3 separate regions of the Mus musculus genome follow, and all the other regions are linked to region 2. A link is a contact called in public HiChIP or PLAC-seq data. All regions are on one chromosome and are shown on one strand. Each heading gives the region's core, a stretch centred on a gene start, on an enhancer-like site or on the middle of the called end of the contact. The rest is flanking DNA. Distances are from core to core; before and after follow the strand shown.

What was found. HiChIP or PLAC-seq counts read pairs in DNA pulled down with a chosen protein or histone mark.
Region 1: a contact with region 2 is called in an H3K27ac HiChIP or PLAC-seq map of extraembryonic endoderm stem cells. The contact joins two enhancer-like sites. A contact is called at or near these places in 1 of 39 promoter capture datasets (embryonic stem cells), 4 of 15 datasets of contacts at CTCF or cohesin (the NIH/3T3 cell line, embryonic stem cells and large pre-B cells), 96 of 484 Hi-C or Micro-C datasets (B cells, the BV-2 cell line, the C2C12 cell line and 38 more), 17 of 115 datasets of contacts at active chromatin or transcription factors (the 230-238 cell line, CD8 T cells, acute myeloid leukemia and 12 more) and 1 of 9 other capture datasets (embryonic stem cells).
Region 3: a contact with region 2 is called in an H3K27ac HiChIP or PLAC-seq map of extraembryonic endoderm stem cells. The contact joins the promoter of Hnf1b here to the enhancer-like site in region 2. A contact is called at or near these places in 14 of 39 promoter capture datasets (the C10 cell line, HPC-7-derived erythroid cells, cranial neural crest and 9 more), 2 of 15 datasets of contacts at CTCF or cohesin (the NIH/3T3 cell line and pro-B cells), 18 of 484 Hi-C or Micro-C datasets (3T3-L1-derived adipocytes, the G1E-ER4 cell line, bone marrow-derived dendritic cells and 9 more), 14 of 115 datasets of contacts at active chromatin or transcription factors (the 230-238 cell line, differentiating embryonic stem cells, embryonic stem cells and 4 more) and 5 of 9 other capture datasets (adipose tissue, embryonic stem cells, liver and 2 more).

What each region holds. Positions count from the first base shown.
Region 1 is chr11:83,803,227-83,807,017 of GRCm38.p6, reverse strand. It overlaps Gm38934 (a long non-coding RNA gene), which reads left to right. Exons shown (of 3, transcript XR_880088.2): 3 at 2,322-2,645. Among named protein-coding and RNA genes, the nearest start is that of Gm38934, 5.9 kb to the left of the region's middle. Within about 2 kb of position 2,182, at least 4 of the 459 cell types and tissues checked have an H3K27ac peak or open chromatin away from gene starts, as enhancers often do. A contact at or near this core is called in extraembryonic endoderm stem cells, where this site is marked.
Region 2 is chr11:83,913,321-83,916,832 of GRCm38.p6, reverse strand. No RefSeq gene overlaps it. Among named protein-coding and RNA genes, the nearest start is that of Gm51869, 23 kb to the right of the region's middle. Within about 2 kb of position 1,897, at least 22 of the 459 cell types and tissues checked have an H3K27ac peak or open chromatin away from gene starts, as enhancers often do. A contact at or near this core is called in extraembryonic endoderm stem cells and intestinal crypt epithelium, where this site is marked.
Region 3 is chr11:83,849,535-83,853,182 of GRCm38.p6, reverse strand. Hnf1b (HNF1 homeobox B) reads right to left here and starts at 2,314. Exons shown (of 9, transcript NM_009330.3): 1 at 1,791-2,314. The coding sequence starts at 2,134. It overlaps Gm12576 (a long non-coding RNA gene), which reads left to right and starts at 2,552. Exons shown (of 4, transcript XR_388929.3): 1 at 2,552-2,676; 2 at 2,904-3,648.

The DNA of each region.
Region 1 (3,791 bases), core at 933-3,432, 110 kb after region 2:
ATGGCAGGCTACCAAGAGCTTAAAACATTAGCAGGAAGTTAGATGATGAGGCTGGGAAATCTCATCGGGGCCCAGGGAGGGGCTGCACATGCCAGTGCTCGCCAGAGTGCCACAGACAATTCCTACTTACTTTCTCTTTGATCAAGTTCTAACCCAAGTAAAGAGCATTACATTGATCAGTCACCTCACCAGCTGCTCAGCCAAAGATCAGGAGGACCCGCCAGACTGCCTGGTGCAGAGGAGGAAAAGACAGTAAAGAGGACAAAGAGGAGGAGAGGGGATAAGGCTCAGTCAGTGATGGATAGACATGAAGACCTGAGATCAGGTTCCCAGCACCCATGTCAAAAGCAGATGTGGTAGTGCACATCATCTGTAATCCCAGCACTAGCAAGGCGGAGACAGGAGGATTCCTGAGTGTTGCTGGCCAACCAGGCTAGCCAGTCTGAGAGTGAGCTCCAGATTCAGTGAGAGACTGTCTCAAAAACGAAGGAGGAGGCGCTGGAGTGATAGTTCAGTGGTGATAGCTTACCTCACGCAGAGGACCTGGGTTCAGTTCCCAACACCCACATGTAGGCTCCCAACTCTCTGTAACTCCAGTTCTGGAAGGAACCAACACCTTCTTCTGGCCTCTGTGGGTACCAGGCACACATGAGGTATACATGTATGAGTGCAGTCAAAACACTCATATACATAAAATAAGAATGAAAAAATTAGATCACAAAACTAGAGGAAGGTCAGGGTAAGGACAACACAGGCATTGACCTCTGGCTCCCATCCCATAATTTATCTCAGTTGGTATATTAATAACATTCAATTGGCAAGGGAGGTTGTTGTGGCCAAAATTTCTGACAGAGGCAACCTCGGGGAATAAGGACTTATTTTAGCTCACAGTTTGAAGGGACATAGTCACTGACATGAAGGGCATAAAGAAGGGGCCGCAGTAGGAACCCTCAGTCTGTGCTGGTTGGAGACCTAGAGCAGCTGCTTGTTTCCTGGCTGCCTGGGATTCAGAGCTGGGCTATCACCAGCAAATCACCTCCAATCACCTTTGGCCACCAAAGGTTTCACAGCCTCCCTCCGCGCACGGTGCCGCCAGCTGGGATCAAGGGTTTGGCACATGAGCCCATGGGAATTTTTTTCAGATTCAAAACCAGAACACTCTGCCTGTAGCACCTGTAGGCCCACGGTCATCTCCTAACACAAGATACATTCAGTCCTACTTAAAGAGTCTCCACAAATGCACTGTTCAAAAGTCCAACGCTCAAAGCTCTTCTAAAAGACCTTAGCCGTGAGTCGCTCTAAAATTGGGGGGAAAAAAAGTCCACCTCAATCCAAGGTACTTATTCTAATATTCAATGGCACAGAGCGAGCACTTTGCACCCAAATATGGAGATTGGGGGCATATCAAGGAAAGACCTGATTAAAGCAAGACCGAAAGAAACCCAGCAGGGTACACATACTGTAGTCCCATGTCTGCCCTCTGGGGCACACGATGGCAGGATGAGACATCCATCAGGCTTGGGGAGCCTCACCCCTGTGGCTCTGCCACCTGCAGCCATGCCTGGCCTCCCTCTCAGGCCAGTTCCACTTAGAGCCTGCTACTTTCCCTGGTCCCAGAATTTCCAGGGGTCCTCTACAACTTGGGTTGACTTTTGAGGCTTTGTACACTGAGTCCTCTGGATCTCCCTGCCCCTACAGGAAGCCTGACTGTGTTCATCACCTAAGGACAAGGCCTGGTTGTCCCTTGCTAGTGCGTATCTGGAAACCCCAGTATTCAGGTTGTGGAGGCAGAAGTGTGAGCCTAGGCTACACAGGGAAGGCCGGGCCTTAGAGAGGGCAAAAGGACAAGCTAAAGACAGCTCAAGAATTTAGAAAATTTACCTATAAAGTAGAAGAGAGGTGCAGAACAGGGAGCCAAGCTAGTGAAGCCAAATGCCACCATACAACAGCTCATGTCCCCGGAGAACAGCTGGAGGGGGTTGGGGACACAGCTGGAGCAGGCATGGGAGACCTTTTTGAATACTATCACTAGTTTCTACTTCGGTAGCCTCCAATCCGTTTCCCACAATGCGGCTCCAATGAGCTCAGTCACGTTTTCCAAGACCTTCCTTGCTCTCTCCGTTTAGCATCCTGAAGTGGCTCCTTGTGGCTTTCAAAATCAAATCTAATCTTCCGTGTGTATAAAAGGCCCTTTGTTACTGCCTCCGTGGCTTGCCTCTTCATCTCCGGCTGGTTGAGCCTCCCCAGCCTGTCTGTATTCCTCATCTCTAGCGCTGATACAGCTTCACTCAATTATTGACTCGTTTATCTGTTCTCCCTAGATTCTCATCTCCTTGAAAAGAGGATCTGAATTCGAATTGCTGTGGCAGTCGGACCGCCCAGGCTCCAGGCTCCGCTGCCTCTCGTGCTACGCTATCTCCGAACCCCAGTCTGTTTTCCCACTTGCCGTCTGGTATTTTTATCTGCGGCTCATGGCATAGAAAAGGTCCTCAAACAATGTGTGCAGAGTGATTCCATGCAGATCAGGGAAGGAACTTCCTGGGGGGAGTAAGGATAGCCTGCTTCAGTCTGTCAGGATGTTCAATTCACTTCCGGAGCAGGGGTCCGGTCCTTCTGCTCGGTCTGTGTGCCTTGAGTGTTGTGAGGATGGTCCGAAAATGTCTCGCTGTTTTCCCTCTCATGATCCACGTGTTCATCTAAGGCAGTGGTTCAAATGCTGCGACCCTCTAATTCCTCACGTTGTGGTAATCCCCTCAACCATACGTTTTTTTGTTACTTCATTTTAATTTCGCTATTGTTATGAATTGAAATGCAAATACCTGTTTTCTGACTGTCTCAGGTGACACCTCTGTGAAGGGGTTGCGGCCCACAGGTTGAGAACCACTGACCTAAGGCCTTCAGACACTCACTGATCATTCTTTGATTTTTATTTTATTATTTTTTTAAAATTACATTTGTTTATTTGCCTTTGTGTATGGAGGGGGCCTGCCACAGAGTGTGTGTTAAGGTCAGAGGACAACTTGTTCTTGCCTTCCACCAGATAGGTCCTAGGGATTGACCTCGGGTCCTCAGGCTTGGCAGCAAAGACATCCTGCTGGCTCCCTCAGAGACCCTTCTTATAAGGCTGGTAAGCAACATATTCCTTTAAGTCCCAAAGTTTTCTAAGTGTGAGTCTAATTAATTATCAGCCCCTGAGAGGAGATGAGTATGTAGCTCAATGGGAGAGCATTTGTCCGGCATGTGAAAGGCCCTGGGTTTGGTTCCCAGCTCTATAAGGAAAGGGAAAGAAGGACCAGGGGAGGCACAGGAATGTGTGCCTGTTCCACAGACGGCAACCTCGTGATCTTCTCTAAAATCCTGAGAGCCCGAAACCTTAAACAGCTTGTCATCACTCGACCAAGAGGCCCCTGCGCCACCAGAGCCCCACTCCCTTGTCAAATGAAGCTTATCTTTCTTTTTGTCCCAATATTGAAAGCAGAGTCCTACAGGGCTGTTCTACTTTGAATGGGTTTCGGGACACAAGCAAGTGGATTCCTCTCAATGTGTCAGCAGATGTATGCGGTAAGGGATGGGTGTTCTGCCACGCATCCTGTAAGAAGGCAGACATAGAAGCTTAAGACTGAGGCTTCTGACCCTCCAGCTTTCCTCCTCTTTAAAGGAGAGTAGTCCTGTAGCAGAGCTGGCGTGACTAGGTGACTTCCCATGGGCCCCTTCCTGGTGAATTTTCTCAGCTTGCTTCTTCTGTCTTCTCCTCTCTCCTGCCACACAGTGTTCACACAGGTAGAGCCTGC
Region 2 (3,512 bases), core at 648-3,147:
CTTAAAAGACACAGCAAAGGATTATTTTGCTCTGGATCAAATGGATACTCTAGGAAGAGAAGCAGCTTTTCCTGTGGCTTCTTTTTGATTGTTTTGTTTTAACTTGTTTTGTTTTTCCAGACAGGGTTTCTCTGTGTAGCCCTGGCTGTCCTGGAACTCACTCTGTAGACCAGGCTGACTTCAGACACAGAAATCTGCCTGCTTCTGCCTCCCGAGTGCTGGGATTGATTTCTGTGGTTTCTTGGGGACCTTAGCTCACTGTCCTGTACCCTCCCTTGAGCAGCTTAGTATTAGTGACATTTGGCCAAGCCACATGTACTATGTGCAAGAGTGGGTCTCTAACAACTTGCATGGCCCACGCCTTTGCTTTCAGACCACCTAGTGACTTAACGTGTTGTGTGTCATTGTGACTCTGCACTCCTCCAACTGAAAAACCACAGGACTGTCCCTTTACCTGTGGGTTTATCCTGGTACTTTTAGCAGGGTATAGGAGTCTTGTGTCCAGGAACTCTACTCTTCAAATGCCTGGGACACTGGCTTTAATTCTTTTGGCTGGCTGGGTTTGGTGGTATATGATCTATCATATTGCCATTTATGCAGGAAGCAGAGACAGGAGGATTCCTTGAGTTCAAGAGTTAAACACCAGCTTAGGCAACATCACAAGACCCTCCTCAATACACAGTGAATGAATCTTTTTGTGGGGTCCGTCACAGGGAACGAGCGGGGCAGGTCAACAGCAAATCTGGGATCTGGAGAGTGGAAGCAGCTGATGTGGATTCTAAATGGCTACTTATCAAAGGTTCCTGGGCTGCGGATTGCTTTAGAGCTACTTTTGGTGGGCTTTCTTTTTTCCTGGTGTTTGTTTTGTTTTGTTTTGTTTTGATTTTTGAGACAGGGTTTCTCTGTGTAGCCTCTGCCTCCTGAACGCTGGGATAAATGGTGTGTTGCCACCAAGCCTGGCTCCTTGGTGGCCTTCTTCATGCTTTGTTTTGCCTGACATGACAGCTTTAGATACAGAAGGAAACTAGGAATCCAAACAACCCACTTGTTTGACTCTGTAGAAGTTGGCTATGAATTGAATAGATCAGCGATTTTAAATATTAACTTATGCATGTATGTATAAAACCCATTTGTTTATTCATTCATGCATTAATGCATACAAGTCTTCACAGAGAACCTCCTTGCAACAGGCGCCATGGAGTTGTAGAGACAATAGAGCACGTTCCTGGGCTGAGAGCCCAGCCATTAAGAACACTTTCTCTTCTTCTAGAGAAGTCGGGTTGAATTCCCAGCACCCACATGGCGGCTCACAACTCTCCCTAATTCCAGTTCCAGGGGATCAAATACCCTCTTCTGACTTCTCTAGATGCCAGGAGCACACGTGCTGCACACACATATCTGCAGGCAAAACACTCACACATATAAGATAAAAATAATCTAAACAAGAACAACAAAACAAACAAACAAACAAACAAACAAGGACCCAACCCGTATGGCCTGTGTTTCCTTATAACTTGCAAGGGAGAGACGGAATGAGATGGGTGCTCTCCAAGGAAATGGACAAAATTTCAGTTGAGAACCTTCTCCAGTTCTTCTCCAGGCAGCTCTTCCTGCTTCCGGGTATTCTTCTCAATAGCTTGGATGTACAGATAGTAGGGCCCAGACTACGTCAAGGATAGTGATAAGTTGTCCATGATTAACCATACAAAGATAAAAACCTTAAAGCAGAATTCTCCTCCACGTTCCCCTGCTGCCTCAGCTGCCCCAGAGACCCTCAGTGTGCCTACGTCCTTACAGATGAGATTTGTCTTTGCACTTCTTTCTCGTGTCAGAGATGGAAATCAGCACAGTGCCATCCACAGTGTATACACAGACCACAAGGCCCAAGAGAGCAGAGGCATATTGCTGTAGCTCAGAGCCCGGGTAGAACTGAGATGAGGTCTGCCAACAAGGCAAGGAGGAAAGGTTGAGGGCGTGATCCTCGATCCCACAGAAGGATGCTGGGCTGCCAGCTGCCAAGGACCTGCCAGACAGACCCCTGTGGTCCAGGAGACTCCAGCCATGACCTCTTATCTCTCCTCCCTGTAGCGATGCAGATTAGACAACTTTAGGTGCTGAAACCTCTGGACTCTGGAACTCAGCTATGGACAAGGCTGGTGAGACAATGGAAACAGGGGATTTGGAACATTTCCAAATAATTCACACACACACACACACACACACACACACACACACACACACACACACACACACCCCTGATGCCCCAGGAGCTATCAAGCTGACCAATGACCTCCAAACCAGGGGCTAGCGTGGCTCTTGTATCTGCCTGACAAAGAATTGCCGACTCTGGCACCCTTTACTTTCATCTGAGCCCTTGATGCACTCAAGGAAAATTCAATAGAATTTGAACTGAGTTTGGTTGTCTGGCTACTTATGTGGAAAGTCACCTTCCTATGACATTAAGGCCTCCAGGAAGGCCACCGCAGCCTGTGCGGTCTGCTAATTCTACTGCAAGCAAGGAATGTGTTTATTCTTCTAAGGGGCAAAGATTCCCCCACTCAAAATGATGTTGCCACGTTGTGCAATCAGGAACACCGGCTGTTGCTGATGTAAACAAGTGGCCAGGGCAGACTCACCCAGGGCTGGCCGCTACTTTTCCCAGAGGTGTTTCTTATGAATGGCTGTGCCCAGTGAAGCAATTTCCTGCCTTGTAAACTTCTGCCCACCAAACCACATCTCCTATCTATCACTGCCTGGCTCAGGGTCATAAAACAATTCCCCTCAAACCAATCAGAGCCTGATCGAGAGTCCTTGAGTAGCAGGAAAATTACCTCTCCACCTGCACACGTAATGACACTTTGCAAACGAGTGGCTTTGCAGTTTCTGAGGGTAAACATCATGCGCCTTACCCCATGCCTGCCTCTCTGCTCATTTGAGATGTGGGGCCCCTGGATTTGATTCTCAGCTCTTTCCTTCAATCCACCAAGGCACTGGCTGGCTAGTGACCCGTTACCTTGACCCGAGGATCCCACAGCTGTGAGAACACATTTCACTGTGTTAGATCATGATTTACAAGAGAAGTTCACGTTGGAGTACTGGGCTAGTGGATGTGGGTGTCAATAAGAAAACAGGTCAAAACAATTTCAGGAACCCCTTAGTTTGGACATTCACTTGGTAGGCTATGAGATTCCTCAATCTATAATGTCTCCTCCATCCCCTGTCTTCCTGATAGGTTGTCTCACATTCTATATGACACAGCCCGTAGTCTACCAAGGAACCTTTGCTTCCACCCAGGCAGGGCTTCCTCCAGCATGCTGCCACTTACCTCTGGAGGAGGTCTCCACACTTGTGCACTTGCCTGTTCTCCTGCCAGGCTAGGACCTCCTTCAGAGCATCATGGAATCCTCTGCTTCTACTTAGAACCTGATTCAAAGTCAGTGGGCATAAGAGGGTCACTGAGCCCTGAGTGTGGGAATGAGTTCCTACTGCATGTCGCCTCTCTACACCTAGGT
Region 3 (3,648 bases), core at 1,065-3,564, 64 kb after region 2:
CCAGGGGAGGGAAGGCGGCACCAGCTTGCGAATGGGACAGAGCTTCAGGGTGTGCCCTGGGTCCTCACCCCAGCTAGAGTCTGGGCTCCTCTCCTTCTGCTCCCCATGGCTTGGGGGTGGGAAGAAGGCCCAGGTCCTAAGACCCCCGACTCAGAGACTCTGCGCCCGCAGAGCTCTGCGGGTGTCGGCTTCCCAGAGCAGCGCGGGGACCTGGGGGTGCGTCCCGTACCTCCGCGCGTGTGTCCGGCGAGCACCCCCTCCTGCGTTTTGATTTCCTTCCCTTTCTAAGCCGAGTTTACAACTTCACCAATGAATAACCCGCCTCTCTTTTCAACCTAATCACGTTTTGTGTACTTTCTGTTGATGATTTATAGGAATAAATTAATAACACCCCAACTCCACGTGCTGCAGTTTATGTTACATCTCCGCTCTGTCCAGCCCGGGGTGGGGACCACGGTGGAGAGGCGCCCTCGGCCTCCCGGGCTTCCCTAAGTCGGCTCCGAGGCGAACTAGACAGTGGCTCTCAGGAGGAAGGACCTAGGCCCCAGGGGGCTGGCGACGGGATGCCGGGTCCCTGAGCCAGGCCCCAGGATAAATTTTCTGCCAGCCTGCCGTCCCAAACCTTCCGAGGGGCTCGGTACCTCAGTCTGTACCCTCTACCCCTGACACCATCCAGGCCGCTAAACTCAGCCAGAGGGGGAAAAAAAAAATCATTGCTACGTGGAGAAACAGCAACGAAAGAAACCCAAGCTTTTAAATTAGAGCAAAATCATTTTAGGGGTTAAAAAAACAAAAAAAACAAAAAACTTTTAGAAGTCCTCCAGATTGCCTTGGCTAGAGGGCGAGCGGCCGGGTCCCCAAAGCGCAAATTCAAATGCAAGGTCATATCCCACCCCAAGCGCGCGCTGCAGGAGAGGAAGCCGAGCCAGGGAGGCCGCCACAGTCACTCCGGAACTCTGAAACTTTGAAGCCGCAGGGCTTAAGAGTCAGAGGCCACGCGAGGGGCTCCTTTCTGAAGCCAAGTGGCCCCGGAGCGACGCGCAGTCTAAGGGAGCCGCTTGGCTCCTTGGATAATTAGTAACTAGCTGTCAAAGCGTAGGCCCGGGCGAGAGGACCGGCAAGTGATCCCAGCCACCGGAGGGACCGCCAGCCAGCCTGGGCTCCCCTAAGCCTGCTGGGGTGTCGTTAGTGAGATGCGTACACGCCCACCTCTGCAAAAGGGCATGGTGGTCTTAGGAGCACCTATTCTCTCTCCCTTTGTTCATGGTTTCTTTTGCCCGGCACTGGTGACCCTACAACAAACTTTCCACTTTATAATTCTAAACTTGGCTCTGTAAGGACACAATCAGAGAACTTGCTTCCCAGGCCTCGGCCACTGATGCTGCCAGGTCTTTTGCAGAGAACTGCAGATCGCAGGGATTAATACGTGGCTTGGGGTTTGGGAAGTTTGGTGGGTCCGGGGGCAATTGCAGCCTTTTCGCTGCACCCACCAGCCCCTCTGGTCATGTGACCTAAGGCTCCGCACCTTCGGTTCTCGTGACTGGGTACCACCAACAAAGTGCCTGGGTCCAGGCTGCCCGCATAGGTGGAGGCAGACGAAGCCTGGGGGTTCCAGGTCGCCCGGTGGAGGGCCAGGTTCAATAGTTAGCAGAGAAGCGGAGTGCCCCCGGGCTATTTTTCCCGTGGGGAAGGGGCTTGGGGAGAGCAGTGTACACCTCATGCCTCCGGTGAGGGGCCGGGGACTCCAGAGACTGCTCGGGCTCCAGGGCGTACCTCGCTCGCTTGCCTACCTGAGCATCCGGTCCACCTCGGCCCGCTGCTCCGCGGCCTCCTCGGTGTTGAGCGCCTGGAGCTCTTTGAGGATGGGAGGAGTGTCATAGTCGTCGCCGTCCTCTGAGCCCTCGTCCCCAGACAAGCGGCCCTTGGCGTGGCCATTGGTGAGAGTATGGAAAACCGGCTTGGTGTCGAGATCCGCCCCGCTCCCGGGGGACAGGGGCAGTGTCTCCAGCTTCACCCCGAAATTCGGGGACGGCAGTAACTCCTCCAAGGCCTGGATCAGCACTTCCTTGGTGACTCCGGAGCTCAGCAGGGCACTCAGGAGTTCTTGCTGGAGCGACGTGAGCTTGGACACCATTTTCCAAGGACGGAAAAAGAAGGGGTTGAGGGGATGGGTGGGTGTGAGAGAGGAGGGTGGAGGGGAGTTTTACAAGAGAACTCCAAGTCCTGGAACCCCTCCACCCTTTAGCTTTCAGACACCTGTTACTCTCTGGGGTCCCGGAGACTCCTCCGAGAGGAGTCAGAAAACTTCTAACTTGCCATGATCTCCACCATTAGGCCATATAAGATATGCAAATGAGTGGGAAGGGCTCAGCTTTCGGCAAGATGCAAATGGTGGTGGGGAGGGGGGAAAAACCGAGAAAGTGGGAGAACCTAAGGGACAGTCCAACGGAGCGAGAGACTTGGGCCGGGATTGGGACTTGCCAGAGCCCATTCTACTCACGCTGGGGGGCTCCAAATCTTCTCTACCGATTCTGTTTATCAGCCAAACTTTAGGTGACCTTTGGACTGGTAAAGCAAGCGGCTTGCAGCCTGGGCTGGGTGGGGGTGGGGGACCTTTCCACTAGCGACAGGTTCGGCTTTAGTCCAGAAAGAAGAAACTGCGCTTCGGGGGTTCAGGTGAGAGAGCTGGACAAAGTTGGGGTGCCTTGGCAAGGGGGAGGGGGGGAGGGTGAGGAGAGCAGAAAGCCTCCAGGTTGTCTGCAGGTAGCAAGCCTGGAGATGTAGTCAGATGGTGGCGAATCAGATTCTTTGGGAATGGGCGCCAGGAATAAGAGTGGCTTTAGGCGCGGTTACAACGAATTGGAGGGACCCCATTTCTTTTTACCTCGGTTACTGCTCTCCAGGTCCTCCTCAGCTCCGCCTGGTAGTTTGGATTTGCCGGATTCCTGACCAGGACCGCGCGTTGTTAACGTGCTAGAGGCCTGCGGGACCCTTGAAAGGAGACGCCGATTCGTTTATGGCCAGAGGGAGTAGCGAAAGTGGAGCTCTGCCGCTGCAGGGCTCACCAGCTACCTGCCCCGCCAAGCCAAGGGGGAGCAGGACACCTGGAGCTCGCCTTCTGCCTAAACCCGGAACCCAACAGCGCCTGAGCTCTGCACCCAAAACTAGGGCTACGGAGTCTCCTTTCTAGTAGTGAATGTGTAGATTGACCTGTGGCTGGACCGACTGTTGCAGCTCTGGATTACCCAGGACCACTGTTTTGGTTCTTAATTCTAGGAAGTCCGTTGTACCGGGAGTTAAGAATCGCGCTCTATAAACACAAGTTCACTGTGGTGGTGGCAGGAGTCTTGTATGCCACCTAGAGCAGGCACCCCTAAAGCCACTGAAGAAAAAAAAATGTTTTTTCCCCCACCCAGGTCTGGTCCGGAAGGAAGCTCTGAGCCTTTCGGCACAGCACGGCAGGAGTTTCTGCCACATCTCCCCTGGGACCCGGAGAGGAAGCAAGGAGGCACAAGCCGCACCCAGACCTCCAGGCAGGGACCTGAGCTGCAGGGAAGGAAACTGCTTACACACACACACATACACACACACACACACACACACACACACACACACGCACACGCACACGCACACGCACACGCACACGCA